Linked DNA regions of Triticum aestivum: region 2 is linked to region 1. Evidence: chromatin contacts called from public Hi-C data. All regions are on one chromosome and are shown on one strand. Each heading gives the region's core, a stretch centred on a gene start, on an enhancer-like site or on the middle of the called end of the contact. The rest is flanking DNA. Distances are from core to core; before and after follow the strand shown.

Region 1 (5,578 bases), core at 1,508-4,007:
GAGGTCGCAGTGGCCGGCGGTTTGGCCGGTCGGCAGCGGCGGAACATGGCCGATGGCAGCTACGATGTTCTGTCTGAATCCCAGGGCGACGGCCCTGGATGGTGGCGGCTGGTGAAGCTAGGGCTTCCCGCGGCGGCATGGCGTGGTGCAGTCTCTGTGCAAGACGGATTTGTGACGGCGAGCTGATCTACGGATTGGTTCGGATCAGAGACGGTGACGAGCACACGGGATCCATATCGGCGGCTCTCGCGGCTTGGCGAGGCGCCTCCTCCTAGGCTCCAGTGGTGGCACACTCAGACAGTGGCCGGTGCGCTAGGGCTCCTACGATGGCACTGCTGTTGCGGTTGGTCGCCGGATCTAGCCGGCTAGATCTGGGGCTTTGAAGGCGGTCGAGACGGTGCACAGGTTGTCGGGTGGATTACTTGGGATCCGGGTGCGAACATGGTTTTCGGTCAATGGCCAGAGCCGGTGATGACGATGCCCTTATCATCGTTTCCTTCATGAATGCATCATTGAGGTGAAGCTCCCAACTCCACTCAATACCTCCGGGGGAAACCCTAGATCAGCTAATCGTATGTTGGCGGCAATCATGTGTCGTTATCCCCTTGGGGGCGGCATTCTTGGAGGTGCACTCGGCCTCGCGGGACCAGCGGACGACATCTTTGGTGGACCGGGGCTTCATCCTACACATTGATGGCGGTGGATCTCGACGGCGTGGCGCAGTGCAGATTCAGCGTTCGATGTGCGAGGGTGGACTCGCGCAGGAGGACGACACTGTCTGGCGTCGTGGTGGCGTCGATGGCAGAGAGACCTGGCACGGTAGATGCAACAGTACAACTCTGAAGATAGATTGGTGGCAGGTGGCTGCGGCGGTCTCATACCCGGCAGGCGTCCTAGTTGAGGAGTGTGCCGAAATGATAGGTGCCCCGTACCCGGTAGGCATCCTAGTTGAGACCTCAGGTCTTAGATGTTTAGGTTTTGCTGTGAGGTCTGTTTGATATTAGGCTCAGACTATCAGCATCCCTTCATTAACTGGATAGGAGTACGACAGATGTTGCCTAGACGATGACTTTAGTCTTACTGTTGTATGACTTTGTAACGTCTTGAGTGAATAATTAATAAAGCGGCTGCATGCATCACCCAGATACAGAAACCGGGTGTCATTCTTTTTTTCTAAAAAAATAAAATAATAAACGTAACTGAACCTTCTTTCTGCCAAAAAAGATGAAGGAAAGGTTGCAATCATCTATCCTGATTTTGAACCTAAGATAATTCCACGATCACTCCACGATCGACCAAGCTCCAGGTAAGAAAATGATCGCTCGACCGGGGCATCCTTTCTTTGGCTCGATCACGTTCCCGCCATCCGTCTCTCTCAGCGTAGCAGATCAACATTTCCTTGCACAGACTCCAACGCCGCGGTACCAGGCTACGTACTGCGTGAAGGCTTGGAACAAAAGCGGTAAACGACAGCGCGGCTAGCTCCACTGCCGCCCGAATGAGACAGCTGCTCCATCCGATCCTCGCATACGGACGACGACCAAGCGATCAGCGCGCGCAACCGCCCGGTCGGTCAGTCGGCGCAGCGCCCAGGGATAGCTCGACAGCTCGCCCTCCTCGGAAACGGCGCATTCCCTTTGCCCCAGCCAGCTAGCCGGCGGCTCGATCCACGCCGACGCGCGCAGGTACGGCGTACAGCAGCGGCAGAGCGCGCCTTGGATCCACCGCTGCTCGCCGCACGCGGCACGGCAGGGCACGGCAGGGCCGCCTCAATTTCAAAAAAATTCTCCAGCGTCAGTGGCGCTCAAGGGGCGCAGGCATGCAAAGAGCGCGCTGCAGCGCGCAGCCAGGCGGATCCTTTGGCTGGCCGTGGCCGGATCATCATCGGCCCATCATTCACGCAGCGGCAGGCATGAGGATGGAAAGGCTACGTACCTAGACAACGTGAACCCAGGCCCGGCCCCTGCACCTGCTGCCGCGTGCTGTGCATCCGCTTTGTTTTGCCAGGGCGAGGGCCAGGGCCAGGCTACGTACGTACGCACCCTACAGAACGTAGCGGCAAACAGATTCCTCTGCGTCGCTGACAGCGCGAAATCCCACGCGCTGCTCCATCCTCCCTCGAAAACCGCTCGTTCGCAGACGATTGCCCCCGATCCGGTAAATTTCCCGTGAGGAACTGCAGCATCATATCATTGCCCATTCATTTCTTCATGCATGTCAAAAGAAGAAGAAGGAGAAGGAGCCAGCCAGTGCCGCATCCCGGGTCTGCACGCCACACCTGAACTTTTGCGACGTGCGTAGAGATAGATAGCCCTCCCTCTAGACTCTGTACTTCTTCGTTCAGTCTTCAGTTACAGCGTACGTAGATGAGCTGTTTTTTTCCCAGTCTATGTAGAGGAATTACTTACTGAATGCTGCAAAGGAAGAAGGGAGGTGGATGATGGGCCTGCATCGGATGCCGCCGGGGAGCTGCCAAAGGAGGCCCACACGCGCCGCTTCGTTCCAGGCCCACTGCCCGAGAGCCAGCCCAGAGGAAAAACAAGCGCAGCGCAACCACCAGCTGTATTTATTTTGGCACATGCATGCTATACGTGCTTATATACGCATAATTGCGTACAGATATTATGTAGGTGGTATAGAAACGTAGGAGTATATTGTTGGGTGGTGGTGGCCTGGGCATTTGGCACGTCGGGGCCGGCCGGTCCGGTCCCCCACGGCGTTCGGCTTGGCCGCACAGCTCAAAGCAGTTGTCCATCTCTTTGGGTCGGGGACGGGGAGGGACCAGATACCCTCAACTCCAAGCTACACACACCCGGCCTGGTCCCGAGTCCGGCCCGGTGAACCAACCAGAATCGCAACAACAAGTTGGGAGATCTCCTGTGACAAGCCCCTCCGGCCTTCCACCCATCCCACCCAATTCCTCAACCTACTCTTTCTAGTTCGTACTAAGCTATGAGAAGAAGAAGATTTGTCTCAAAAAAAAAAAGCTATGAGAAGATGGATTTTGATGGGAAACGGACGCACTTAAATACGTTCGGCACGTCCGTACCCTCCCTTTTTCTTCATCAATTACGTGCACGAGCATGGTCCATCCACTTAATTCTCGCATATATAATTCACCCATATTGTCGGGGGCTCAAATCAACAAAATCGTAGCTGCGGCCGCAGGAAACCATAAAATACGAGTGTGGTGTTGCATGTGCACGAAGAAGAGTTGTGTAGTATACAGAGAACATCTAGGCTAGCTCCCACATGCGAAAGAAAAGGAAAAACAAGATGTGTTGGTGCGGGGCGGGGAGCGCATGCATATGCATGGCGGCAGAGCGGCCCACGTTGACGGGATGCCGAATCGCAGCGAGGCGCTGTCGGCTTTAATAATTTATTATGACCAGTGCCGTTATGGGCCTGCCCGGCTGGCCTACCACGGCGCCAAGTTGTTGCACCGGTGGTGTGTACGTACGTGATTCCCCTTCCCCTTCCCTCTCTACACACACATCGCTTTCTTATCTTTAGTATTCTCCTCTGTTTTCCCCTGTGGCACCGCACAGCCGAGAGAGAGAAGAGAGTGACAGCGAGATGTGTGTGTATATGCAGCATGTGTCTCTCTATGTGTGTGTGTGTGTGTGTGTGTGAGAGGGAGAGGAGAGGAGTTAAAAGGAGGTGAAGAAATGGGGATGGGAATGTGGGCTGGGGGGCCAATAATGGGCCATGCAAATGCATGCAAGCAAGCAAAAGAGCAGCCAGGAGGGGCATGTAGCCCTAGTGTCTTAAAAGGGCTGGGTGGCTACTGAATGAGTGTAGTAGTACTACTGACTTGACTCTGAGGAGGAAAGTGACTAACTGGAGAAAGATGTTGGGCATGCCGCCAGGTGCCATGGCCATATCATAGATATGATCACCACACCACACCACACCACAGTGATTGAGGGCGCTGTGGGGGCTCATCTCATCTCGTCTGGTTGGTCAGATCAGCTCGGATGCGGCAAACTGTGTGGGCCGGCGCCCTCTTGCAAATGCCGGCTAGCTAGCTAGCCATGGCGCCCACACCTCACCATACTTGTGGTGCTAGCATCTGACTATCTGGTATGCATGTCTCATCTGCCCTACCCCAACAAGCAAGAATTGACCATTCAGAGCTCTACTTTACATGTTGTAGTTCATGCCTTAGTTTTCGCTTTCCATCGACCCCTCCCCTCTCCTCCCCATATCGGGCCCCAGCTTAGCTTCTCACACTGGATTTATCGTTCGCTTTGTACAAATGATAAGTAGATTTTTTTTTTGGTAGAGTGGTATTTTTAACACTGCATGACTGTAATTTTCTTCTTGTAGGGACTGACTGACTGACTGTATTAGGACTGGTATGCACCAGAAAAAAAACGTAATGGATAACAAATATCTAGCTATCGAGCGCTTGGAGTTATTGCATGCATCTAATTCTTCTGCAAACCAAGAATTGCTCCTGGTACAAAACTGATCACCCTTCTTCCAGTTCGAGAGTGTCGATCGGATAATCCGTCGCTCGTATTGATTACATTGACAAATTTGCCTGTCCAGATTGTTCAGGTGCACCAGATCGATCAGTCGACCCAACGAAATTATGAAGAGGAAGAAGAATAAGAAGAGAAACAATGACGCGCCATGAGCCTGTGGTGCAGAACAGCACCTGCACCCTGAATATCTAACCTGAGGAAGAAACCGTCAATTTAGCTCCCCATCCCCGGCCCCGGCCGTCACATCCTGTCCCATGTGCCTGAAAATCTTGAGAAGCACGCACATTCGCTCAGGCACACGGACATATCCAAGCACAGTCGCCATCGCTCAACACGTACGTGAATCGACCGATCCAGCCCCGATTAATGAATAACCAAGCAACCATTCGATCATGTGTGGTGTGGTTGTTCTCAGGCGGATAGAGCGCCATTGCCTATATGGCCATATGGGGCATGCTGCCCATAGCGCTTGGTACGACACGATACGATCCAGCCTTGTTTAATTGGCAAGTGCACCAACGTACGCATGCAGATGCAGGGACCGGCCTGCCCCTTTCTTTGCAAAGGAGGTTTTCTCCAATCGGAGGAGAAGAAACTGACGCATGATTGGGCGCACTACACACGCCCACGTCGACGGATCATACAAAAATGTGGTGTATGTGCAAAGGATTAAAGATAGATAGAGATATCAAAAGAGCCGGTTAAAAAACCCGGAGAATCTATAGAGAGCGAAAGAAGCAAAAGAAAAAAACCTTAACGGCTTGTAATCACGCATGCACAGCTCTCTCGATCAATTTATCTCCCTTTTTTCCCTCTTTAATTTGCAGCTGCAGATCGATTGAGGACCGGTGTATGTGCATGCAGGAAAAGGCGGGTGTATGGGTCAGCTATGTCGTGTGTTGTGCCGCGCACTAGTGGAGAAAAGCCGCCTTTGATCCATTCCTGGGGTGCGATTAGATACGCTGATTAGGACGTAGTGATCGATCGACAAGGGCTAGGAGGCTTAAAAAACGGAGGGAGCAAGTACCAGTAGATGTAATTGAGATGGTGCCTACTAGCAGATGGTGCTGGATGATCTGGAAGACCGA
Region 2 (5,578 bases), core at 1,629-4,128, 300 kb after region 1:
ATCGGATACGTGACATCTCAGCCTTTACTGTGTTCTTCTGCCTGCCTCTTTGGACAAGATATATATGGCACCTCAGTAGTTAGTAGTAGTTGTTGTAGTCACCATCTCTCATAGGCAGTGGCGAATCTAGCAGGACATTGGAGGGTAGGCTTAAAACATAAATTTCCTAAGTCTAATTAGCAAATGCAGTGCAATTGTTGCATGTAAAGCATCAGAATATATTTGTCAAGCGGTATGTTTAGCTTAAATATGATTTTGGAGGGTAGGCTTAAGCCTATTGAAGCCTCCCTAGTGGAATCGCGACTGCTCATAGGTGAGCAGTTCATGTTGGTACTCCGATTTTAAGAGTGGCATGGCAATATATTGTCACCCCTGAACCCAGTCTCAGCCAATCATTACTGAAATTGTGTGCCCTCGTGCATTCATGCATGCTTATACTTATTAAAGTATATAATAGTATCTCATAAATAAATTCCTATCTGCTGCAAGAAGCATTGCGAGCGAGGGTACATGACGGTATTGCACCATGCACGCACGCTGCTTTCCAGAAGTCAAGCATCCGCGTGTATATTGCAGGATCGTCGTCGACCCGTCCGGGGAGAGGAATCAAGAAAAAGCAACGTGAGAAGAGAAAGAAAAGAAAGGAAAGGAAAGGAAAGGAAAGAAAGTAACAGGAGTGAGGTCCCCGTGTGAAGGCCGAGGAGAAAGAGGAATAAGCAAAAAGCGCTCCCCATTTGAAGATTACCAGCGAGTCTCTCTCTAATCTAATCTAATCGCACGGAGGACTACGCTGCCTAAGCCGGTCGTTGGGCTGGGTCGAGCTAGCCTAGCCATGGCCATGGCGATGGTGGCCAAGGCCATGGTGGAGCATGCATGCATGCATGCAAGCAAATGGTTGCGCGAGAGAGAGAGAGCGAGCGGGAGCGGGACATCTTTTCCGCGGGGCGGGGCGGGGCGGGGGCCCACAGGGGAGGGAGATGGCTGCACTGCATGATCATCACTGTGCGAGACTAGGATCGAGTTGGTGCCGGGTCCAAATCACAGCGGCCCAATAATTGATCGGGACGCCACTGGAAGCGAAGCGAGGAAGAAGAAATGGGCGCCTCGCCTCACCCGCTCCCAGCGGCCGACAAGGCCCGCCCGTGGCCGCTATCCCGCGCCTGGACCACCGCGCGGCGGCCGCACGATCCCCATCCGACGGCCGCGGCGGCCCGATAAAGACGCACCAGCAAAGGCAAGCACACGCGCGAGGCGCGAGCAAGCCTCCAGCCAGGCCCAGCCTCCCTCCACGGCCCGCGCCGGCCACCTTATCTCTAGCCCCCTAATAATAATTAAAAACCACTCAAAAAATTAAAATGACTAACCTGCCCCCCGGTCCATCAGCCTCCGCTTGGTCCTGCCACGGAGAAAAGTCAGAGACGGCCGGGACAAATGTGGCCTCCTCCTCCTCCGTTATGTGTCTTGCTCTTCGTCTCTCTTTCCCAACTGCCTCTTAATTGCCCCACTGTTAACGCAACAAAAATGAAGCTCTCTTTTCCCACCAAAAAAAAATCATCAAAGCTCAAATTCAGCAAGCCCGTCGGGTCAACACGGACGCGAGCAATAAAAAATAGTACTCCGCCTACCGGTTGAGCAAATTAATTAATTAATTAATTAACCAAGTACGGGCTGTTAGGGAGATGGATTAATTAGGCCGGCGGCATGCGATGCACATGAAACACTGTCAACCAAAACAACAGATCGAGGGCGTAGATCGGCCCACGTCGTCGATCAGCCGGAGAAAAAGAAAAAAGGAAAAGGAAAAAAAAACAGAGAGGGAGAGGAGGGTTGCACCCACCAAAAAAAAATCAGCTGTGGCTAGGCTCCACTCCTTTTCCTGTCTTTTTAAAATTTTATATCTCCAATCCAAACCTAAAGGAGGAACGGAGCGTGACGGACATGGGTCGCGCGCCCGTTCAAGGCACATTAAAAAAGCCCCGGAATTTGCCAGGCATGGGTCAATTTGCTTCCGGCCCCGGGCCTTTCAAGTGCTGGTCAATTTCGAAATGAAAAAGAAAAGGCTGGAAAGACACGGAGAGGGACTCCTCCAGCCTCCTCGCTTTCTTTCTTTTCCCATCCGATCCCCCACACCCCTCTCCTCTCTGCTTTACGGCCAATTTATTTCTTCCTTCTGCCGGATAATGAAAAACACATCTCCATGAACATCTATATATGTCATCTAGATGCCGATGTTGTATGGCAACATGATGATACATGAAGCCGTAATTCTACTTGCATTCTTCTAGATCACATGTCTGGATTAGCATATTATCAACTACTCCCTCCGTCTCATAATATAAGAGTATTTTTTACACTGAATTAGTTGACGCCGAAACGGATGTAGGAGTGGTAAGACGGTAGTGGTAGAGAGTTGGAGAAGGGTGGAGGGGAGAAAGCAAGGGGAGGGAGACAAGTAAAAACAAGGGCACGACATCAGCAGCACCAGCAAATAATAACTTAACCGCAGCACAACAACGACGCTTGTTATTAAACGCGCAAGGAAAAAGGAACAGAAAAGGGGAGGGGGGATACCAAAGGAGGAGGTGAGAGAGGGCGACGACAACAGCGACGTTTTCCTAAGACCCAGCGCTCCCCTTAACCTCGGGCTCTGTCCAATTCCGATACCAATAATACTAGACATACAGGGTGATTGATACAAAACTTTACAGGAACAGAACGTGGCTTCATCTAACTGGCGCCCCCCTGATTTTCCCCCTGATTTTCACTGGTGGGCCTGCCCTTCTAATTAGATCTCTGCCAATCACACCCCAACAGCCCCGTAAACCCCCTGTAACTTCCTGTACGTCTAGCATTGCTCTTCCGATACATATCGGCAGCAGCAGCGGCGGCGGCAGGAGGGATCAGCAGCAGAGAGAAACTGAGCTGAGGTTTTTTTTTATATATATGCGAGGTGCAGCGGCGGCCGGGGTGTATATTAGCCTCCCCGCCCTTCCCCTTTGCGTCGCTCTTCCCTTTCAGAAGGCGATTGCACAGGGCGACCAAGAACTGCTGCTGCGCCCGACCGGACAAGCGTAAAAAATATAGAGATAGTCACCCACACCAGAGAGAGAGATAAAGAGATTTCGAGAGGGAGGGAGACAAGCGGAGACAGAGATGGAGAGGAGGTCGCTCGGAGGCAAGCCTTTCACTCCCTCGACAAGATAACGATGTGCTCCTCCTCATCTTAGGTAAGTGAGACGCAAAGGCTAAGCCGTGTTTGCTAGCTAGCCAGCGCGTCGATTCGATCGAGCTGTCCGTGCGTAATTCGATTGCGTGCTGAGGAGCTTGGGGAAGAGATTGGGATCTTTTTGATTTTTAATTTGTTTGTTTGAAGTTCTTTTAATTCTGTGGTTTTGGATTCTTGATCTTTTTCTTTGTTGGGTTCTTTTTCTTTCCTTTATCTCTGATGCCGCGCGCGGTTGTTGCCGATGATGAACTTGTCTCAGGTCGCTGCGGGAGATCGATCGAAGGGGATTTTTTCTTGGCGCCGACGACGACGATGATGACAGTGGCGCCGCCGGCATGGGGATAGCGGCGCCACCGTGTCAGCAGACGACCACGCAGCACGTGGGCGCACCCAGGAGCAGTGCGGCGATCTACGACGGCCGGCCGGCCACGGCGAGTTCTATGTCCCACTCCCAGGGATTCCACCAGGGCAGCAGCGGCGTCTACGGCTTCTCCTCGGATGGCTTCGACCGCCCGGGATCCAGCCAGCAGGACCAGCAGCAAGAGCACGAGCAGCAGCAGCACCACGTGGCGCAGCAGAGCCGACGCGACAAGATGAGGGTCCAGGGCTTCGACCCGGCCGCCGCCGCTGCCCACGGGCTGCTCCCTATCGATGGCGATGAGCACGTCGAGCCCGGAACCATGTACGACCACGCGGCGGCCGCCGGCGCCTCCAACATGCTCGCCGAGATGTTCAACTTCTCCGCCCAGACACCGTCGGGGCCTTCCGCCACCGAGCTGCTGGCCAGCCAGATGAACGCCAACTACCGCTTCGGGTTCCGGCAGCAGGCGCCGGGAGCGGTAGTAGCCGGCTTGCCCGGCGACGGCGGTTGGTTCGGCAGCGGCGGGCCTGGCCGCGCTGACGTGGTCCTCGGCGGGGCAAACTTATTAGGTGAGACGTCCTCGCCCAAGCAACAAGCAGGCGGCATGGCGGGCCTCGCCACCGACCCGGCCGCCGCGATGCAGCTCTTCTTGATGAACCCTCAGCAGCAGCAGCAGCAACAGTCAAGGTCGTCGCCGACGTCGCCTCCGCCGTCGGACGCGCAGTCGGCTATTCAGCACCACGAGGCGTTCCAGGCGTACGGCAACGCTGCGAGCTCGTTCGGCGGCGGCGGGGCCGGCGTGGTGGAAGGCCAGGGCCTCTCCCTCTCCCTGTCGCCGTCGTTACAGCAGCTGGAGATGGCGAAGCAGGCCGAGGAGCTAAGGGTGAGAGACGGCGTGCTCTACTTCAACCGACAGCAGCAGCAGCAGCAGCAGCAGGCCCCGTCGGTGCAACAGCTCCCGATGGCATTGCACGGCCAGGTGGGCGCGATGGGGCAGCAGCTCCACGTCGGGTACGGCCCCGCCGGGGTCGCCGGCGTGCTGCGCAACTCCAAGTACACGCGCGCGGCCCAGGAGCTCCTCGACGAATTCTGCAGCGTGGGCCGCGGGCAGACGATCAAGGGAGGCGGGCGCGGCGCCGGCGGCTCCTCGTCCAACCCTAACGCGAGCAAGGGCGGGCCCTCCAGCTCCGGCGCCGCCCAGTCGCCATCGTCGGCGTCCAAGGAGCCCCCGCAGCTGTCCCCCGCCGACCGGTTCGAGCAGCAGCGCAAGAAGGCCAAGCTCATCTCCATGCTTGACGAGGCACGTACCCACAAACACATTCCACGCACTCCTCCCTTTCGATCCCTCTGTCTTTCTCATGCATGCATGGCGGCGTCCAACTAGCAGCTAGTTCCGGCCGGCGCGGCGGCATGGCGCCGGCAAAGTTTAGGTAGGTTGAAGTGCAACAGACAGTAGGTGGCTGGCCGGTAGGGCTGGCTAGCCAGTACGGCCGCCCAGCTGCTTCAGAACCAACGAACGAGCGAACTGGCTCCTGTTTTTTTTACCACCAGCTCAGTCACTCACTCGGACCGGGACGTGGCATGCACAGCGAGGCGGCGGCCAATGGCAGCGCAGGCTGGGGCAGCCAGAGGTAGCGAGCTTTTGGGTGGATCGTCACGACGCAAACTCCAAGGGCGATATGAGTCTCCAATCATAGTAACATCCATCCGTCCCACGATCCGATTTCTTTCTTTTTGTGCGGTTGTTGGTGCCGCCATGCCGTGATAGCAGCTGTTGCCGCAGCATTCATCGCCTCCATTTCTTTATGCTTGCTTGCATGGACTCTCTCTTTCCATATCTCTTCCCCCGCAAAGGGAAAGAGAGTACGGCCACCCGTTGGGATTATTATATTTCCATCCTTCTCCGCACACGCATTTGGACTACGATTTGTGTCACGTCACCACGTCAAATTTCCCCATATAATATCATGTGCTACTACTCTAGTCTCTTT

Evidence for each region. A called contact is a pair of places that touch in the nucleus more often than the background predicts.
Region 2: a Hi-C map of leaf shows a contact between it and region 1, with 9 times the contacts expected there. The contact joins the promoter of LOC100682416 here to the enhancer-like site in region 1. A contact is called at or near these places in 5 of 5 Hi-C or Micro-C datasets (leaf, root and an unstated tissue) and 1 of 1 datasets of contacts at active chromatin or transcription factors (leaf).

The regions. Positions count from the first base shown.
Region 1 is chr4A:562,853,159-562,858,736 of IWGSC CS RefSeq v2.1, forward strand. No RefSeq gene overlaps it. Among protein-coding and RNA genes, the nearest start is that of LOC123086976, 160 kb to the left of the region's middle. Within about 2 kb of position 2,758, at least 5 of the 8 cell types and tissues checked have an H3K27ac peak or open chromatin away from gene starts, as enhancers often do. A contact at or near this core is called in leaf, where this site is marked.
Region 2 is chr4A:563,153,304-563,158,881 of IWGSC CS RefSeq v2.1, forward strand. It overlaps LOC100682416 (BEL1-like homeodomain protein 4), which reads left to right and starts at 2,879. Exons shown (of 5, transcript XM_044508846.1): 1 at 2,879-3,227; 2 at 3,486-4,887. The coding sequence starts at 3,562.